Linked DNA regions of Gossypium hirsutum: region 1 is linked to region 2. A link is a contact called in public Hi-C data. All regions are on one chromosome and are shown on one strand. The core of a region is the stretch at or near the end of the contact, and the rest is flanking DNA. Distances in the headings are between cores, read along the strand shown.

Region 1 (3,175 bases), core at 58-2,557, 34 kb after region 2:
AAAATTGCTTAAATTATATTTCTATAAATTATTTCAATCTATAATTTTCATTGATTTCAAGTACAATACAGAAAGAAAGAACAAAAAGGGGTTGTTGATGGAATATAATAATGGAGGATTAAGGAGTAATCTCAGGTCATAATCCCACTTCCAAAATCAGATTGATTCGTAATGAATTTGATTAATTACTGAAATCATAGAATTTTGTAGCAAAAACACATATAAATATTAAAGATGTTGAGTGGATCAAGACTTTAAATGGTAGAGTAGTTTGAGTGGAAAGAAAAAATAGCAAAAATGATCCCAAATGTAATTTACTTTACAGATAAGTTATAACTCAAAATTGGTAAAAGGAAAGGGAAATTGGAATTCCGCATTTAGAAATTGCACGTGAGAGGTAGAATTAGATGTCTGTTGAATTTAAAAATCCCCATTATTCCTTGCCTAACCGCCCAAACTGCTGGATCAATGATATTGTGACTTCAAATTAATTATAAAACCAAATAATATGTTTAAAGGTGACAGCTAATTTGGTAATTATTTTCTTGAGTTTTCAGAAAAAACAAAAAGAAATTATATGAATATGCTATAGATAACGTAACAAAAGGTGAGTTGACGAAGAAAGGTTTGTTTTGTATCGAGAAATGTGAGATTGTCATTAAAAGAAAGATCACCAATTATAAGTCTATTATTTTTAAAAAAAATATATTCAACATATTTATTTTTTAAATAAATAAAAAAGGAGCCAAAATAGAAAATCCCTAATATACCGACGTTTGTTTTTTTTTTAATTTATTTCTGGAGAAGAGAAAAGAAGAGGGCCCTTGGCTTGGCTTATGAAGTTTGATTGGACGGTTAGAGATCATGTTTGCAATCCCATCATCATTTCCTATTTTTCATATAGAAAATTTATAAATTAATTAACAACCAAATTGATAAGAAAATATTATACGATATTAGCAATTTTTTAAAAAAAAATGAGAATAATTTATTAGCAGTTATAGATGCCACAATTAAATGGAAAGTTCGCTATAATTCGATGTATCAAAGATGAATGAAGTTATTGCTTTAAAAAAAATAAAATAATAAAATAAATGAAGAGGAAAATAAAGCATATCTTTTCTTCTGCAAGAAATCGGCACACAAATCCTTATTGCGTCACCGTGTATCTTTTACTACCTTGTGGTAACAGAAACGCCCAGATTGATCTGGATTTGGATGGTAGAATCTCAAATTATCACTTAACCAACAGACTAGGCTTTTCTTTTTTTGAGGGTAGGCCCAGGCCGACCAAATTTGCTCGTGGATATGGTAGATGGTTTAGGGTTTTGTAACGTACGGTGCTTCAATGTTTACTATAAATCATGTATCTGTGTGTTCACTTCACTTTAAAAACTTGGATTAGTTTGCGAAATTTTCCTTGTATTGTGAATCAATACAATCTGTTTAAACCCTATTTTTCTTTTCTGTTGTTGACTTACCCCAATAACTGGATTATGGTTTCAATGTTTTCTTTGTAACAACAGAAAATAATATTCTTAAAGCTATTATCTTATATAAGGCCACCTGCAATCTCCTACATGCAGTGTAATTGTAGTTGTGATGGGGGCAGCTTTGGCCCAGTGGAAGTGTACCCGTGCCCGCCCTGTCTCGTGAAAATATCGAGAAAAAGAATAAAAGAATCAACAAGTTAATGATGGGGCAACTTGCAGTCAGTCAGTCAGTCGGTCAGTCAGTCGAGAGGAGCCTAATCAGAAAGGATTTGACCAAAAATATCCGGACATGAATCCCACTTTCCCTGCTGTCTAGCCTCCCAATATCCACCCACATAACGGTATGTATCGTTGTTTTTCTCCCTTGCGAACCACCTTGGCTTCCAACCTCTCTCTTGCATCTTCCGAGCCTGATTCCCCCATCCAATCATATGTACAAAAGAGACCACATGCAACCATTAACCTATTTGCTAATTCCTTTCATGCAAATCCAGAAAACTGAACAGGATTTCGTTAAACATCTCAGCAAGGATTTTTTTTTTCTAGTGACCAAACTATAATATACCTGCAATGACTCAACTCATAACAAGTATCGCAGCGAGGGTTGTAAACAAACCAAAAAAAAAAAAACAGTAGTTGTAATAGCGTTTTTGGTATTAGCAACCGAGCCGTGTTTCATTCATTTACAAATCCAGAAACTGCTGTTCTCTGAATTTCAACATTGGAAAGGAAATTTAGAGCAAAGACGCCTACAAGTCCATTTCTAAGATTAACAAAAAAGAAGCACTCAAGATGTGGTTAGGCTGATCCCTAGATTGCTCATCCTACTCAGTTATGATCACAACAAGGTAGTTTTCTTAGTTTACCCACGACAAATGATTACTAAACCGTTTTCATGTAGGGTCTAGGATAAAATCACTGCCTATGCATCTGCAAAACTAAGATTGGACAAAGAAACAAAGATGATGGGCAATCCCCATTGGCGTCCAAGTCAGCAGTTGAGTTGGGCTAGTTGCTAGGTGCAATATGAAAACTTTCAAGAAAATGTCTAACTAATATTATTGTTCCCCGGTGATGTCCTTTGGCTTCTTAATGTTTATAGTACATGTTTGGCTCAGCTCATATTCTCTCCACACGGTCGCCTTGAGTCCAACCGTTCAGAACAAATTGAGTAAACCCAAGACATTAAACATTCATATTAGGTCCTGCTACTGCTATACCTCCATATGCATCATTTAAGATCTTTACATTTACTACCTCATTGGCATTTTCTAGTCAGTTCTAGAAAGCTTTGGTGTCTTTATGTCATTAAGCTTTTACTCTGTATTGGGAGTCTAAAACTTGGAATGAGCAAAAAAGCAACTTTAGTTCGTCTTTTCGCTTCATAGTTCCCTAAAAACTCAAAAAAAGAATTTCATGGTGATCTAAATCCATGCCTTGCCAATTTGTGCTGCTGATGCTTAGAATTGACAGTACAGATGAAATGAAATGGTAAGCTTACCTGACGTTGCCGCTGTTCCAACCGTAGCTTCTCTGAATTTGCCATTTCATACTCCCCATTTTCCAGATACCTCTGATCAGGTCTCAGCCTTGAATCAGTAGGGGGTAGCTTTTCCTGCATACAGGAAGGAGATTAAAAAAGTGTCCAATTACTGCAATGTAGTTAATAAGCTATGTAGAGA
Region 2 (3,038 bases), core at 12-2,511:
CTCCACCAATCTCTAACTATTCCTTTGAAAATGGCTCTCCCTTCTGCCCTAGGTATCAACCAAACTCTTGGAATTGATTTAATTAAGTTATACAAAATGTTGAAACAGCTTATATTATAAGCGGTACAAAGAGTCGTTAAAATAGAGTGAATAATGTGGAGAGCCGCTAGAACTAATGGATTGAGGGAGTCGAGGCCGTAGTTGAGCAAAGTTTGGGTAATGAGCTTTGTCTCTTGTCTGCAGGTTTTATTGAAAGAAGGGATATCTATAAAGGCTTGAAGTGTGCCATTTTTCTCATGATAATATCTTGGTAAAGTCCACCTTAAGTCAAGATTAAAGTATGAGTTAACAAACTTAGCAAATTAAAAACATTAATTAGATTAGATTTGATAGGATGATTATTATTGACGGTGTTGCAGCGATATTTCATCTCTAAATACATTTATAATAACTTGAGATATTCAAATGAATATACTAAAATTTGAATGCAGAAACATAGTACGAAGCTTAATCAATCACAAATAAATAATCAAATACATAGTAATTATTTGATAATTGTATGGTGTAGTTCTTTATTTTTCATAAACAGGGTTAGAATACCATTAATTAATTTAATTGAACATTTTAAAAACAAATTCGTTAATAATGTAGTCGCTAATTATCAGTACAGTGGAATTAATGTGACATGAATATAATTGGGGTTAGGGAGGTAATAAGGAGTTGTTTTCAAGGCATTTAACCAAAGGGACCGTCATAATTAAAAACGCACTTCATTTTTGAAGGCAATATATACCTACTTCTATACTATTTGCATGTGAACAGTCACCTTCCATTCTTCATTATTACTCATTAAAAACTTTACTAGAGATTAGCTCTCCCTCTTATTTATATAGCTGCTGCCCAGTGGATCACAAACTAGCTAACCTAACCTAACCTAACCTAACCTAGCCTTGGATTCAGTTTCATGTATTAAACTCCCAACTACTACTACGAAATTCAAGTTGGAAACCCAACATTTCATAGTCATCGTACGAGATAATTCTTTAGATTCTCGCCGATACACAGAAATTGAAGGACTTATTTCTCTTTGATATATATACATGTAGTTCAATATGAAATAAATTCATATATATTAGAGGACATGGCAGAAGCAAGTGTGGAAGAGTTGGGAAACATTGCCTGTTATTTTCTTGTTTCCATGAGAAGGTGTTGGGGGAACTATGGTTGAATTAGGAAGGAGTCAAGTGGGCAGGCTTGTTGATGTTCCTGGGCGTGCATGTGCATGTGCATGTGCATGCATGGAGATTTTGCCAATACATGTTGACAAACTATGGGGTTTTTTGCGACAGTTTTCTTTCTACGGTGCTTGCTGGCAAATGCACATGCACGTGCATTTTTATTATGTTTTTTGGTTTTAGACCTATTGCTTTCATATTTATGCGTGTGGACTGTGGACAGCCAATACAATTTATGTTAATATATTGATAAAAATAATGGAAATTTATCTAACACCCCCAAAATGTAAATTTATATAAATTATATGATTATGACAATAATATTCCGATTATTAAATAAATAAAATCATGATAATGTATTCAATTATTTATATTCTTTCTTGGTAAACAGATATGTCCAATGATTGTCTTGAGCTAACAAGGCATATTTTTCTGGTACATGTAAAAAGATAAATAAACAAAAATTTCAAAGGAATGATAAAATAATATAATATTTAGTTAACTTCAATTTCGAATTTAATTCATGGATTAACTCTACCTCTTAATAAGGAACAATTTTCTAAGATTGTATTAGCAATCAGTCAACAGATCAGATATTTTTAAAAAAATATAACAGTTTAATGATTTTCCTTCCTTTTTCCTAGAAAATTCAGGAACAAGAAGCATTAAAAGAAAATATAAATATTAATTAGTTGTTGTTGCAGCTTTCTTAGATACCAAAGAGGGTTTAATTGAAAAACTTTTTATTTTTTTGAAAATATTTATAAAAAATATTTTAGAATTTTATCGAATAATATTTAAAAATCATAAAACAAACTAAAGTTAATCAAAATAATACCTAAAATTAATATAAACTATATCATTAAAACAAGAGTGTTGAGATTATTAAATCAATAAAATCATGATAATATAGCCAATTTATTGTCTTCAACTAACAAGGCATTTTTCTGGTATAACATGAAGAATATTAACAGCATGTGAATAATAAAAATTCGTTTTACTGATAAAATATTTATATTTAAAAATCTAAAATCGTGTGAGCAATAATTATATGCTGCTATAGTCAGCAAGTCAGATTATAAAAAAAATAATAATAAAGCAGTTTTCTGAATTTTCTTTTTCCTTTTTCCTGGAAACTTCAGTAAAAAAAAAAACATTAGAAGACAAGAGAACAAGTTTTAGTGAGTTGTAGTTGCAGCTTTCTTAGGTAACAAAGAGAGTTTCTCGTCACTTTCATGCCATATGATGCCGTATGCTACAAAAACTTGTTTAACATTATTAATTTCCCTTACATTATTAAAAGAAAAAGTGCATTTTGAGTTATTGTCAGCGTTAGGTTTATTGGAAAAATTACGGCTTTTAGATTAATAAAGCTTGTAGTAAATGAAATGTCTGCCTGCCTTGACAAAAAAGGACAACTCTCGAAATGGCCACTTTATTTTTAACTCAAAAAGTTGAATGGGGAGAAATTAAGTGTTAATAATTACACTAAATTCTTCCTTTTTCTATTATTGCTGACCTATTCGCTATTTGGGTATAAAATCTGATATATAACATTTTAAAATCTTTAATACTGCTATCATTCCTGAAAATCACGTTTTTAGAATATAGTTATTTGTTTAAAAATAATATAATTTATTTTAAATATGAAAAATTATTTTTATAATTTTTTTAATTGAGTTGGTGTAATTGGCTCTTAATATAACTTAGTCTGATATTTTACTAACAGTATAGGTATATATAATTAATAGAGAATAAAATTAAAATGTAACAAATTAGGCCTTGGTTGGATGGTAAATTTAA

The links. A called contact is a pair of places that touch in the nucleus more often than the background predicts.
Region 1: a contact with region 2 is called in a Hi-C map of leaf, with 2.2 times the contacts expected there. The contact joins two enhancer-like sites. A contact is called at or near these places in 17 of 34 Hi-C or Micro-C datasets (anther, callus, cotyledon and 4 more).

What each region holds. Positions count from the first base shown.
Region 1 is chrA05:23,992,439-23,995,613 of Gossypium_hirsutum_v2.1, forward strand. It overlaps LOC107924548 (oxysterol-binding protein-related protein 1C), which reads right to left. Exons shown (of 10, transcript XM_041114037.1): 9 at 2,995-3,108; 10 at 641-889. The coding sequence ends at 863. Among protein-coding and RNA genes, the nearest start is that of LOC107924548, 6.2 kb to the right of the region's middle. Within about 2 kb of position 1,308, at least 8 of the 9 cell types and tissues checked have an H3K27ac peak or open chromatin away from gene starts, as enhancers often do. A contact at or near this core is called in leaf, where this site is marked.
Region 2 is chrA05:23,958,505-23,961,542 of Gossypium_hirsutum_v2.1, forward strand. No RefSeq gene overlaps it. Among protein-coding and RNA genes, the nearest start is that of LOC107924158, 11 kb to the right of the region's middle. Within about 2 kb of position 1,262, at least 2 of the 9 cell types and tissues checked have an H3K27ac peak or open chromatin away from gene starts, as enhancers often do. A contact at or near this core is called in leaf, where this site is marked.